Regions from separate parts of the Sus scrofa genome. Here region 2 is linked to region 1. A link is a contact called in public HiChIP or PLAC-seq data. All regions are on one chromosome and are shown on one strand. Each heading gives the region's core, a stretch centred on a gene start, on an enhancer-like site or on the middle of the called end of the contact. The rest is flanking DNA. Distances are from core to core; before and after follow the strand shown. Region 1 has its middle 55 kb from the start of ATP2A2. Region 2 holds the start of ATP2A2 (ATPase sarcoplasmic/endoplasmic reticulum Ca2+ transporting 2).

The links. HiChIP or PLAC-seq counts read pairs in DNA pulled down with a chosen protein or histone mark.
Region 2: an H3K27ac HiChIP or PLAC-seq map of alveolar macrophages shows a contact between it and region 1. The contact joins the promoter of ATP2A2 here to the enhancer-like site in region 1. A contact is called at or near these places in 8 of 47 Hi-C or Micro-C datasets (alveolar macrophages, blood, embryonic fibroblasts and 4 more) and 2 of 2 datasets of contacts at active chromatin or transcription factors (alveolar macrophages and skeletal muscle).

Annotation. Positions count from the first base shown.
Region 1 is chr14:31,617,190-31,624,263 of Sscrofa11.1, forward strand. No RefSeq gene overlaps it. Among named protein-coding and RNA genes, the nearest start is that of ATP2A2, 55 kb to the right of the region's middle. Within about 2 kb of position 2,027, at least 27 of the 83 cell types and tissues checked have an H3K27ac peak or open chromatin away from gene starts, as enhancers often do. A contact at or near this core is called in alveolar macrophages, where this site is marked.
Region 2 is chr14:31,672,772-31,680,176 of Sscrofa11.1, forward strand. ATP2A2 (ATPase sarcoplasmic/endoplasmic reticulum Ca2+ transporting 2) reads left to right here and starts at 2,502. Exons shown (of 20, transcript NM_213865.1): 1 at 2,502-2,632; 2 at 3,333-3,350; 3 at 3,441-3,523. The coding sequence starts at 2,515.

The DNA.
Region 1 (7,074 bases), core at 777-3,276:
GTATATGAATTCCTTTACAAATACTTGAAAAAGACTAGATACTCTTCCCAGAAACAGCACTTTATTCCCTAAAGGAACTTCAGTTTATAAGATTATAAAGCCTAGTGATTAGTTTTTTCAGCCTTCACTGTCTTTGGTGCTCTTCTCTTAATTTAAAAAAATTTTAATGACAGATACGCCAAGGAATGCTTATAATTCTGATTTGATTATTGCTTGCCATCTTTATTCCACACAGAAAGAGTATGTGGATTAAACACTATGGTAACTCCAAAATTACTTTATTAACTGAAGCAGAACATCGTTATTACTTCAAGAAAAGCAAATTGGAAAAAAAAAAAAAAAGCCCTAAAAGTACAGAGTTATTTATAGTTTTTATGTAACATTGGACATTTAGTAATGCAACTTAATAGGCTTTGTACAGTGTCTTTCCACTCATTTCATGATTCGATTGGAACATTGCAAAGCTTTGACTAACTCTGACAGTTTTTGACAGGTGGCACTTACAGAAGAAGAGCTTATTACATTTTTCCTTCAGGATTGATACTCTAGCTGGCTAATTGATGAGAGTACTTAATTGTTTTGGAAAATAATCTGTCTTGCACATAATGGCCCAAGTAAAGGAGAAAATGTAGCCTGTGAAATATGCTTCTGTGTTCACAGATTTTCTCCTCCTAGGATCCAGTGTTGCCAACTGTTGCATGAGACTGACTTAAACTGTAAATTTCAAAAGGCCACTGCTTATCTTACTTTCTGTATTAGTTAAGGACATAATCCAACTTTAAAGGTTATCCTTTGAGAAGAATCTTATAATACAAGATAATGTCTTTTCGGTTATAAATCTATTAACAACTCAGTCCAACATCATGTATTTTCCAGGTCCAGAAAATGTAGCAGAATGCTCTTAGAACATTGTTTAAAGACCTGTGGAAATTAAACCAGATCTCAGGAAATTATAGAATATTTAACTTTCTTCTTTAGATTAATACTTTGTATCATTTTGCTTTAATGCAGCAGTGAACAATAATAAAAGAAGCCATTTCATTAAACTATCAAATAATTAGTTTATGTAACATACAGTTTTTTTGGAAAATTTTAAGCTCTGCATTTTCCAAGTGAAATTCTAAAGCTTTTATGCAACACGATACAGAGCACTTTTTGGTAATTTGAATAAGAGACTGAATATGTTGCTCAAACTAAAAATATATAAATTTGCAGAATTCTGAATTGAATTTGAAACTATGCACAAATGAATAGCTTGCCAGAGCTACCTTTGTACTGAAATAAAATTTGTATTGAAAAATGGCTTCATATGGATGTGTGTGTCTTATAGAAACTTCCTTGTCTTACACAGGCCTTCTCCCAACGTTAGTGACTAATGAGTGTGAATCAAAGACTTGTTTCTACAAAAGGTTCTAGGTGCTTACATCATTCCTTTTGAGTGGCATGGAGTGTTTGGCCCTAGGGGGTGGGTAAGTTAACCCCCCAATAATTAACTTTCCTTAAACTGGGTTGTTATTGATAACGTCTCCAATGTTGTAGTAAAGGTGAGATCTAGATTGTGCATATAATGAATCCTGTTTTAAACAATCCATGGCAGCCAGGAAGAGAAATAAAGTTAAAGTTGCCCTTTTATTAAATATGTGATTATTTCTCTCCTCAGGAGAAGCTACTGGCTTAGCTCCTCCTCTCTTTCCTTTTAATGAGAGCAGTTTAATTACAGCTGTTTGATGTCCAGCAACCAGCCATGAGGTGAATGTTTTGTCTGAGGAGAAAAGAGAGGGATCCTTTAAAGTCATCTATATATTGTCTTTGACCCTTCTGCCTTAAGGCAGTCTTTAAAAAAGAAAGTTATTTGTAACTGTTGTGCAGTCTCATCCTGTCCTTGCAAAAGGAATCAAAAACTAAAACACAAAATCCAAACAAACATTTTTTTAAAGATGGACAAAATATGCTTTCTGCTCCCATGCTCCCTCTTTTGGCAAACTGTAAGTACTTTCTCAGCAAACACTGATAATTTCAGTTTCCTTTCTAGAATTGCTGAGAGACTTGAGTCACGGAACTTGGTTTACTGCTATGGAAATTCACTATTCAGAACACAGAGGAGACTAAAGATCTCTGTTTTTCAGTGAAAGTCTTTGTTTCTGCCTCACTTCAGAGTGTTAACTAATGGCAGGTTCCTGGCAAGACTGCTGCTTTAGCACTGCCCATGATAACCTGGTAAAGTCATAGAATTTTGGAGTTTGAAAGGAACCTCAGAATGATTCGTGTAATCATTCATTAGATCTGTTGGAACCTTTGAGGGATCTCTTTCAACCTCTACACAGTCAGAAATCAATACAGTAGTGCCTGTAGCAACTTGCTTTCCAGCCTCAGTAGATAACCGCAGTGCAGCTCACTCCTCACGAGGGAGCCTGTTCCACTGTTAAAGACACAGCTTGATTAGTTTGTTGGTTCTAAAAGTGAAGCAGATTTACAGAGGACGGGAAAATTTTTTTAAATAGCAGTTAGGCAAAGCAAGATTGAACAAATTTTACTCCCTGAAGCTCTGTAGTCATTATAATCATGATGATGGTGAAGATGATGATGCTGGCAGCTAACTCATTATTGAACACCTAGTATGTATGAGACACTGTCCTAAGTGCTTTATGTATAGGAACCAATGTGACTCTCAAAATAACCCTATGAAGTGTAGATACTCTTATCCCCACTTTATAGATGAGGAAACTGAGGCACAGAAAAGCTTCCACAGTATTACACAGCTAATAACCATGGCAGAGCCAGAGTCTAAGACTTTAACTGCCATGTTGTCCTGCAATATGACCCATGAATATACTGGCTGTGTATATCCAGACAGGTTGATGTCCATTTATGAACTATAATATGTGTGAAATTATATTTAATGCTTCTTACAATTCTTTTTTTTAAAATGTGTTTCCTTACTGTACCTGAAGAACAAACTTAACTGCTTTTCTAAATGATTAGAAATAAACTCTACTGGAGTTCCTACTGTAAATCAGTGAGTTAAAAACCCGACTAGTATCCATGAGGATTCGGGTTCAATTTCTGGCTTCGCTCAGCAGGTTAAAGGATCTGGCATTGCCACGAGCTGTGTTGTAGGTCACAGATGCAGCTCAGATCCCACATTGCTGTGGCTGTGGTGTAGGCCAGCAACTGCAGCTCCAATTCAACCTCTAGCCTGGAAACCTCCATATGCTGCAGGAGTGGCCCTAAAAAGAAAAAGGAAAAAAAATTCTACCAATTATATGAGAGAAATATAGTAAAAATGATCATCAAGTAAATGCATCAAAGAAATGAGTAATAGGAGCTCCCTGGTAGCCTAGCAGTCAAGGATTCAACGTTGTCACTCCTGTGGTTCTGGTTACTACTATGGCATGGGTTCGATCTCTGACCTGGTGGGAAACTTCCACATGCTGCAAGTGCAGCCAAAAATAAAATTGGAGGAGCTCCCACTGTGGTGAGCAGGTTAAGGATCTGGCATTGTCTTTTCAGCAGCCTGGGTTCAATCCTTGGACAGGCACAGTGAGTTACGGATCCAGCATTGCTGCAGCTGTGGCATAGATCGCAGCTGCAGCTTGAATTCAATCCCTGGCCCAGAAACCCATATGTCACGGGTGCAGTCAAAAAAGAAAAATTAAAAAAGGAGTAATAGTTTTAGATACAGTGCAAATGGAAGCTTTGTAGATTGCAATTTAAAATTTTATCTGTGAAAGTCTTTAAATCATGTATGTCTCCTGTTGCTGGATATTTAGATTGATTCCAGTTTTTTACTTTATGAACAGCTCTGCAATGAAACTTAGAGATTTAAATTCAAGGGAGTTCCCATTGTAGCTCAGCAGTAATAAACCTGACTATTATCCTTGAGGATGCAGGTTCGATCCCTGGCCCTGTTCAGTGGGTTGAGGGTCCGGCATTGCTGTGAGCTGCGGTGTAGGTCACAGACAAGACTCAAATCCTTCATTGCTATGGTTGTAGCATAGTCTGGCAGCTGCAGCTCCAACTCGACCCCTAGCCGAGGAACTTCCCATACATGCGGCCCTAAAATAAATAAATAGATTGATTGATAGATAAATAAAAAGATTGAAATACATTACAGTGAAATTTTGCTTTTTTTTTCTTTTTGGCCATTCCCAAGGCATGCGGAAGTTCCTGGGCCAGAGATTGAACCCAAACTACAGCAGCAACCTGATCTGAAATAGTGACAATGCCAAATCCTTAAGCTGCTGTACCAGGTTATAGTACTAAATAGTTTTATGGACATTTCTTGCCTTCCTCTATGAAAATGCCAAGGCTAAACCAAAAAAAATAGCAAGGTATTACTTGATTAGGAGTTCCTTGGTGATTCAGTGGGTTAAGGATCTGATATAGTCACTGCTATGGCTCTAGTCACTGCTGTGGCATGGGTTCAATCCCTGGCCTAAGAACTTCGACATGCCATGACTATAGCCAAAAAGAAAAAGATATTACTTGATTAATTGGAGAATGAAATAAGTTCACCCATTTATTTGTATGCGAATATTTATTTTCCGTGTCTCCGACACTGTGCTAAGCGCTAAAATAGAAATGAACATGACCTGGTTTTTGCTCTCAAAGACCTCTCAGTCTAAAAAACTCCAGTATTAAGTAGCAAAAATAAAACTGTTTTATGTATAGAACAAGGAGCTCAGAGGAAGAAGCAATTAATTCTGATGTGGAGGATTGAGGAAAGATTAATGAAGAGGTAGGACTTAAATGGGATTTGTAAGAATGAGTTAAGATTTTGATAGGCATATGAAAGGTAGAAGACAAAGGCATTTAAGGACATGGCCTGTTCAGAAAATGGCAAGAAGTCTAGGATGGCTCAGAAGTTACCCAGTTGCATGGGGCCAGAAGATGGAGTTCCCATTGTGCCAAGCTCTTGTGCTAGGTAATTTGATGTGTTGGGCTCTTAGCTAGACTCTATGTAAAGGTACAGTACAAGTATAAGACATGGCCCCTGTCATTAACAGGACTAACAATACATTAAACAACAGCAAATATATCAAATCCTAATAACCAAGTGCTAAATTTTGTAGTGCTCTCAAAGTTCAATCAAAACAGAGATCTAGGATCTTCCCCTTGTGGCTCAGCAGAAACGAGTCTGACTAGTATCCATGAGGACACAGGTTCGATCCCTGGGCTCACTCAGTGGGTTAAGGATCCGTGTTACCGTGAACTGTGGTGTAGGTTGCAGACGCAGCTTGAATCCTCTGTGGCTGTGGTGTAGGCTGGTGGCTACAGCTCTGATTCAACCCCTCGACTGGGAACCTCCGTATGCCGCAGGTGTGGCCCTAAAAAAACAAAAACAAAACAAAAAAAAATGAACAGACAAACCTGAGATCTAGAGAGTTCCCGTTGTGGCTCAGTGAGTTACGAACCCAACTAGTATCTATGAAGGTGCAGGTTTGATCCCTGGCCTTGCTCAGTGGGTTGATGATCCAGCATTGCCGTGAGCTGTGCTAGGCCACAGAAGCAGCTTGGATCCTGCCATGCTGTGGCTGTTGCATAGGCCAGCAGCTGCAGCTCTAATTCAACCGCTAACCAGGGAGCTTCCATATGCTGCAGGTGCAGCCCTAAAAAGGAAAAGAAAAGAAAAAATATATATAAAACAGAGATCTAGGGAAGTGCCTGCTGTGGTGTGGTGGGTTGCAGAATCCATTTTCATCAGCTCTGGTTGCTGCAGAGACACAGATTCAATCCCTGGCCCAACACAGTAGGTTAAAGTATCTGGCATTGCTGCAGCTTTGGCATAGATTGCAGCTGATGCTTTGATTCCATCCCTGGCCTGAGAACTTCCATATGTTGCAGGTGTTACCATTAAAAAAAAAAAAAAAAAAAGATCTAGGGAAGACTGAAAGGCTAAAGGGAAGTCCAGGAGGCTTCATCAAAAAGGAAGGAATGATCTGGGCCTGGAAAGATGGGTAAAATTTGGATAGGTAAATGGAAGAACATGAGAGGACAACAGGAATGAAACCAGCAAGTAATCATTGGCCTTGTCCTGCATCCAGCTTTGTATCAAGCACATCAAGAAGGAAAAGCCATCAGTCTCCTCCTTTCAGAACTTAAAGTGTGGTTATCTAGATGAGAAATGGAACCAGCAATCAAAGCAGTTTCAGTGCTGGATTATCCAGTAGGCAAACAGATGTACCCTAATATTTGATCTTTCAGAAAATAAAGACGTTTTCGTTAGAAAAATAAAAACTGTTAGACTTCCCTGCACTTCTGTTAGGGTTTAAGGTCTCTAAAAGTTTCAACTCAGCTCTTTGGAATGGGATCAAGAGTTAGTAGTCCTTTGGGAATTCGGCAGATAAAAGCACTGTGGGGCTAGAGCATTCTGGGCAGGCTGGAGAAGGAGATGGTATAAGTTAAAACCATTCTGGAAGCATGAGTAGAATGTGGCTTAGGGAGGGAGCAAGAGCTCCATGGGGAAAATGAAGCCCCAAGAAAGGAATGCCCCGAGGTACAAGCCAGACAGGGCTGAAGAGAATAAGAGCGTTGAAGCTACAAAAGGAACTGGAAACCAAATTGCTGAAGATCTTGACCTGGTACAGTTGTCAGAGTTGTTCTTGATAACCCTGTTTCCTTTTGGACCCTTGGTGAAATGAGAGATTCACTACACTGCAGGCGATGATAAATGATCATCTCCATGAGAGACTGCTATCATGGACTAAGTTTGATTTGTTTTTTTGTGACAAAAGGGAGCAGTATAGGCAATAAGCCAGTTATTTGTTTCCTTGTATTCTGGGGAATATTTTTTACACTAACTCAAAAAGTCAACATTTATTCTTGGATTCAGTTCACAATCCATGTCATCTCATCTTATACCATCACTTCTTTGTTTCATGGCACATTTTTAGATATGTGGAAAAGATTTGATAATTCCAAGGAATTTAGCTGAGAAATAGAATATTTTAAAGTTATAGTTTTGTTGGGAAGCATTTTTATAAGTTTACGCAGTTTCCCGTATATCCAAAACAGTAAGAGAAAAAAAATCAGAGCTGGTGTTTAACAATGCTCTGTGATTTCTTTTTCTTGAGA
Region 2 (7,405 bases), core at 1,252-3,751, 56 kb after region 1:
AAAAAATACAACCTCAGAGATCAATGCTTTGAAGAAAAAAATAATATGACAGCAAGGTTTGTTGGGGAGGATAACCCTTTAAGTAGTCAGTCAAGACATCTCTGAGGAGGTAACATATAAGCTGAGATCTGAATAAGATGGAAGTAGGAGCATGAAGATCTAGGGAAGAGCATTGAGTACAAGAGCCCAGATCAGAAAACTCTCAAGAAGATTATAATCATAGAAGTGCTTACAACCCCAGGCAGAGACGGAGCCATGGAACAGAGGTCCAAAGTAAAATGCTCAAGGTAATTTCTAGGCTGAGTAAGGTAACAATCCTTGCTGGGGTGAGGCATAAGAATTGGTCAGAATCAGAAGTGGTGAAGCGGTCTGAGTGGGAAAAGAACCACCAGCCCTCCATTACCACACCCCCACCATCCAGTCACATGTCCCTCCTGGAAGAGGCTCCTATTCTGTGACCTAACCAGTTTCCACCTTGCTTCTCTTTAGCGCATTGCCATACACTAGAATTTCTGTTTAGTGTAGGGTTTTGTTGGTCCTTTTCCAAGTATCAAAACTACATGCTAGCCTCCGCTCCTTGGAAATAATTAAATGAAATGAGGTGCCTGATTTTTCTTTCAGTGGGGTAATGCAAAGTGATTTGCATCTGTTAAAGGACTTTATCTTAAGTACTGAGACTGAGCCATCTGGGACAACTATGGTGATTTTTGCTCTGCTTTGGCTCCTGTGTATGGTACACCATGGCCAAACACAAAAGTGGACTAAATGCTTCATTCTGCGACACAGTCCCTTAAGAAAACTGCTCTTTGTGATGCGAATGTGTTCACCTTTTGTTCATGAAATCAAAGCAAAGGTCCCTTTCTATTAAGTAGTCTAACTTATTTATATTGGCAAAATTCCCTTTATTGTGCAGTTAGGTAGGTTTTCTATAGTCCTCAGGAGCAAATTATCTGTGGTTTAAGAACAGATTCTGGATTCAAGTGCCTTTTTCTCCTATCGGGAAAAGTGAAAGTCTAGAAGATAGCCTTCATCTTAAAAACCAAGCGAAGTGTCTTCTTGCACAACTCTCGCTATTTGTTACAGTAGCGTAATCTGTGACTTCTATGCGGACGTGTATCAAAGGCTGCGTGGGATATTAAAAATAAAACCCCCTTTTTTTCCTCCCCCCGCCCCCGCCAGTGTGGGATTCCCTCAGTCAGAGCACAGAACTCGCTGGGGAAGGGCTGGTATCTGCACGCGGTGAAGCTCTCGGTGGAGGTGGGGAGGTCGGGGTGGGTGGGGTGCGGTGTTCCTGAAGCAACAGATGAGGGATTTTGGCCGCGTGGGAAGTTAAATGCGGAATTCCTTCCCTTGGATCCTGAAAGGTGCTCTTGAGAGACAGATTAGGATGCAGAGTGCGGCCCAGGAGGCGGAGGGCAAGGGGGCGAGCCAAGGACACCTAACCTCAGCGCGCTTAGGGGAGCTCTGCGGAGATCGAGTTCCCAATTTCCTCCGTCTCGCCTTCGAATCACCCACCCTAACCCGAGGCCGACCCAGATGGGCAGGCAGTTTCTTCCGGTCAATGAGTGCAGGCAGCCCGCCGTGAGCCCTCCACCCTCCCGGGTTCTACGCCTGCCGATGGTTGAGTGGGGCGAGAATCGAGAACAGCCCCGCCAAAGAAGCGTTCCAGCCTCGGGCCTCCGCGGACCAGCGGGCCACAACGCGCCCTGCACAGGAGCTGCGCGCGCCGGCCCGGATCCGGGTTCCTGAGGGCGGTACGAAGGAGGGGGCGGGGCTTGAACGGCCGCGTGGGCGCCAGTCGCGCGGGAGGGAGGGAGCCGGAGGGAGGGGGCGGGGCCGCGCCGCCCGCGCCGCGCTGGGCCCTCTCGGCCAATGAGCGGCGTCCACATGCCGCGGCGGCGGCGAGAGGGGAGGCAGCGGCGGATAAATGCTATTAGAGCAGCCGCCGCGGAGCCGTCCCCGACGCCACCTCCTTCTCCTCCGCCGCAGTTTCCTCCGTTGCTGTCGGGGGTGCGGAGCTGAGTGGACAGGGCGAGCGCGCCGCGCACCACCCCGCAGGCTCGCCTCCCTCGCTCGGTTCGGCTCTCAGGAGTCAGCCGAGCGTCCCCTCCTCCGGCCCGGCCCGGGCGGGGCGGAGAACCACCTCAGGAGAACGGGGAGGGGGCTCGGGGGCTGCGGCCTGCGCTCCCGGCGGGCGGTTGAGGGTGAAGGAGGCCCTCCCTTCTGACGAGGGGAGGGAGGGTCGGAAGCCCCCCCTCGCCCCCCCCTACGGTCCAGCTGAGCCCGGGGCGGGCGCCGGCGAGGGCAGGGCTGCGAGAGGGGCGGTTGTCTGGGGGAGGGGGCGCGGGGTGATTCAGCGCCCGGCGAGGCGGAAGCGGCCGGAGGAGGAGAAGGAGAGGGACAGGCCAGTCCGCGCCTGGGCGCCCAGGGTGGCACGAGCCCGCGGCCCGAGTGCGAGGCGGAGGCGAGGAGGCCGCGGGGACTGGAGGCGAGGCCGGCCGGGCCCCCGCAGCCATGGAGAACGCGCACACAAAGACGGTGGAGGAGGTGCTGGGCCACTTCGGCGTCAACGAGAGCACGGGGCTGAGCCTGGAGCAGGTCAAGAAGCTCAAGGAGAGATGGGGCTCCAACGGTAGGTGCTTGGTGCACGGGCTGCAGGGTCCCCGCGCCGCTCGGCGCGGGCCCGAGAGCCAGGAAAGATGGCTGACCGGGCTCCACCTCGTGGGTCTCGGCTCCGCGCCCGCCGAGGGCTGCAGACGGCGGGTTGAGCCCGCGCCCCGGCCCCCTGGGAGAGAGGGGTTGCAGGCGGGGGACCGGGGTCGGGTCTGCGCCGCCTCGTGGCTCCAGCCCTTGACCTTCCCCGCACGCAGCTAGCTCGGCGGTTTCTCACCCGCAGCAGCTGGCCCCGGTGGAGAGAGGGATGAGTCTCCTGCAGCTGGGTTGAGCCCTGCGAGACATTTTCTTGTCCCCAGTCGGATTTATGAGGCGTTGTTATAGTTGGGAATGCCTCTGACTGTTCTTGTACTATCCAGAGTTACACATCTGGCAGAAGTGATGACAGAGCTGAAATGACTCCTTGTATCAGGAGCGCTGTTAGGTTGCAATATAATTTCACATTTTGGAGTAGATCAGTGCAACAAATATTGTACATTTTCTTAGGATACCGTTTTGGTACGGTTTCTATTAAAAGTGATTGAGTTCATATATGTAGTCATGTCTTTAAAAGGCAGTGATACTTTAGTAATTCTTTTTGTAATGTCAGAGTGCTAAAATGCTTTTTTTCCCCCCTCCCGTTCTTGACACGTTGCCTGGTGGATTTCTACATCCTGCAGAGTTACCGGCTGAAGAAGGTAAGTAATCTCAACGTGTTTCTCTCCCGCTGCCCTTCATGTGCTGATGTCAAAGATGACATTTATAACTAATATGATTGTTTCTAACAGGGAAAACCTTGCTGGAACTTGTGATTGAGCAGTTTGAAGACTTACTCGTTAGAATTTTATTGTTGGCAGCATGTATATCTTTTGTAAGTATAAAACATTTTCTTTCCAAAAAGTCAACAATAAACCATAGGTAAAAAAACCAAGAAGCAAATGTCTATTGAGTGAGAACATTATGTTTGGAAATTTAAGTTGTGTCTTCATGTTTTGTGTGGGGGGTTTGGGGTTTTTTTGTATGTTTGTTTCTTTTTAACATCAAGAAGTTCTTTATTGGGAGGTCTTTTCTGTTTTGGGTTCTTCCATTGTGTAAGATCATACTAAGATGATGCTGGCTCTTTGTAGTCTGTAAATAGAACTTACAAAAGGAATATTCCAGTTGCTCTCCCTTCCTGGTAATGGCAAGGTGACAGTTGTTTCTGACAGTGACAAGAATGATGACGGCAGTGATGGCACCACTGTTGACCAAATTTGGTCACTGACCTTTAGGGTAGTATATTTATCTAAATTGGACCCCTGTCTTGAATGAGTCCTAGGTTGAGAGAACAAGGTTCAGTACAGTTGGTTCTAGATCCTAAAAGAAAAAAAATCATTGTTTTTTCTTGTTCTGTATGTGCTTACCCGTTTGAGTCCTGTATGGTTGCTTAGAAACTGGTGAAATGCAAAGAACTGCAGCAGAAGAAAGGTGATGAGGGTTGGCAAGGATATTTCTAGGTTATTAACATTTTTTCATGTTGAATACTAATTTTCTATCTCACTTTTTTTCTTGGGCAGTGGATTTCAAAGTTTTCCTAAAAATGGTCATGAATAGGACACATACGTTCCTAATCCTCACAGCATGAGATGCCTTTTGTTCTTAAAGCACAGGGTTTCATTCTTGTAAAAACCAAGATAGGAAGTGAAATTCCCTCAGTGCAGTAATTTTTTTCAGGCTTTGCAAAATTGACACCGTTTTAAGATTCCTTTTTTGTATGTTTGTACACATATAAGCCTCAGGGATCTACCTCAGTCTTTGACTGCCATATATCCAACAGGGCTATTTTGAGAACTAAATATACAAAGCAGTGGGCAGGTGGAGGGAAAAAATTGGCAAGAGGTGAACGTTTTTGGAGTTGCTGTACTCAAATACTGCTGTGAGACTCTATAACATATCATGCCATGTTAGCCAAGTGATGTGTAGCCATTAATAATAATTAATTCCTCATATTTTCACTGGATAAAATTAAGAGACCATCATAGCAAACCATTTGGCATCCTGAATTAATCACTCTGTACCTTTTAAATGTGTTTTTTTCTGGATTAATTTTTTAAAAAACCCTGCAGTAAGTAGCTGCTGGCTTACCAATTAAGATAAAGGAGTAGAACTGTTTGGTCAGTTAGTTCTAATACATAGTATAAATATTTATGTTTAAACTGGCTAAATAATTCTCAAATAGTCTCAAGTTTGGTAGTTTTAATATTGGGGTACAGTAAGGTCATCAAGGACCTCTTAGAAGTTAATCACCTGCTGTATACAAGCCAGAGATAAAATAAATTTTTATGGAGTTATTCTGTGTGTGTAATTTAAGGCAGTGTTACAACATCAGTGGCATTATTTCCAGCAGACAAGCTATTGACTCTTTGGGTTGTATAGAAGCTCTTGAGTCAAGGCCAGTTTGAGTGATTTTATATTAATATTTTGAGATAATTACGTGATTTTTTTTTAAATTTTAAAGTAAGGAGCTTATAGTTTCTAGGCATTTTCAAGTGGGTTTTTAAATAAATGCTTTAATTTTGTTTTAAGGTAGGATGTTGGCTTTTTTAGCTTTATAGAGCTATATTTTGGAGTTGAAATTTGAGTTACCGTTTTGGTCACTATGCGGAGTTAACTGCTTAGGAAATGAAATATGTTACATTTTTATTTTGTGGGTTGCTAAATAGAAAAGTTTTAACTTTTATTGTTTAGGAAGTACACTTAATTTGCTTTGATTTATTTGATCAGGAAATTGTAGATATAAAACTTGTTTCTTTGATTTTCTTCATGTGGGGTTGGCACTATGGCTACATTGGACTTGACCTTTTCATTCCTCATTTCTTTATCTTTTAACAGAGCGCCAAGTCTTTTTTTATGGTAGTCGGTTTATTCCTATTCACTTAATAGGAAAAACGTGATAAAATAGGCATGTCCTTTTGGAGAATCAAATAGGCAGTTTTTATAATCTGTACACGAGGCACAAGAGGTTCTGCTCAAGTTAAGAAATACTAGGCTTTAGTGATTTATTTCAAATTCAAACAAGGTAGTAAACTGTTAACCATAGTTAATATTTTGCTGTGGCAGAAAGTAGGAAACAGCTTTAATGTTTTACACCTGTGACCTGTTGGGATGACGTTTAATTAACTTGTAATATTCACTGAAATAGGGTTGGGTTTTTTGTTCTTTTAAGGTCACTTGGATTGGAAGAAGTGAGCTAGATATTGCCATAGTTATTAAGTAATAGTAGAAATTCCTTAATTTGGTTTTCAGGACCTTCCTATCCTTTCACTTTGTCTTTCCTTGTTGGTCACCTTTGCCCTTCGTATAACACATCATGTGGTTGCTTAATTGGAATGCCTGTTCTTTTTTTTCTCTCTTCACTGCTTTGTTGGGTATTGAGCACCTCAGGTGCATGGCATGCATGCCCACTGGGAATACAGCATCAGTCAAAACAGACAACATCTCTTAACCTGGAGCTGATATTCTAGTGGAGACAAAAAAGTAAAATGTATAATAATCTGTTGGATTGGAGATAGTGCTCTGAGAAAAGTTAAGTGGAGAAGGAGGGTGGTGGTGGAATAGGGACAAATGGTGAAGGAGTACAGTTGTCAAATGGGACAGCCAGGAAAGGCATCTGAGGTGACATTTACTTGAAGAAAGTGAGCTCAAGGACCATATTTGTCTTATTTGTCTGAATCATGATCCTCTGTGGCAATGCAACTTGTGCGAGTTTCGCTACCCTCCACCCCCATTTCCCTACCTCAGCTATTCAGATTAACCCTAAAATACTAATAAAACTTTCCTAGACCAAGACACTTCTGAACTTTCGCTTACATTTGAATAATTTGTCTTTTCTTTCCACTGTACTCTTTGAACGGATTCTTAATTCCTTTTAGAGCCTAGGTTAGTGCTTTTGATATAACAAACATCTGGATGAGTTTGCGTCTGGCATTTTCGAAATACTGACAATCGTTTACTTTGGTTTTCTCAGATATTTTTGAGTATTTAATAATGTAGTGATTTTAAATTTTTCCTGTGTTTACTTTTAATTTATTTTAAAGGATAAAATGGGCAGTTAACTGGTTTATATAGAGCCTTTCTTTAAAATGTAATTTGGGGAGTTCCCATAGTGGCTCAGCAGAAATGAATCTGACTAGCAACCATGGAGGATGCGGGTTCAATCCCTGGACTTGCTCAGTGAGTAAAACGATCCGGCGTTGCTGCGAGCTCTGGTGTAGGTCACAGACGTGGCTTGGATCCTGCATTGCTGTGGTGTAGGCCAGCAGCTGTAGTGCCAGTTCAGCCCCCTAGCCCGGGAACTTCCATATGCCTTGGTTGCAGCCCTACAGAGCAAAAATATAATAATAATAAAATATAGTTTCGATGGTGAATGTGTATGGGGTTTTTTGGTTTGTTTTAAATTAAATTATATTCTCAAATCTGAAACACAAGCTTAGACATATGCTTTGTTTCTGGATCAGAAGAGAACGTATAGTCTAATTCATACTTTTCTTTTTTTAATAGCTGAAAGAATTTTTGTTTCTCAACCCAGAAAATTGCCATAACACTTACTGGTGGTATTTTTCTTGTGAAGTGTAATTTCTGCTTCCTCTTTTGAAAAAAATTTTTGATGTAAATTTTTTGTGTGTGTGTTTGAGTGCAAAGGCATTGCAAATTTTCTAAGGATACAAGGGGGGAATGCATACCTTATACATGTTTTAAGATCCTCGATCTTAAG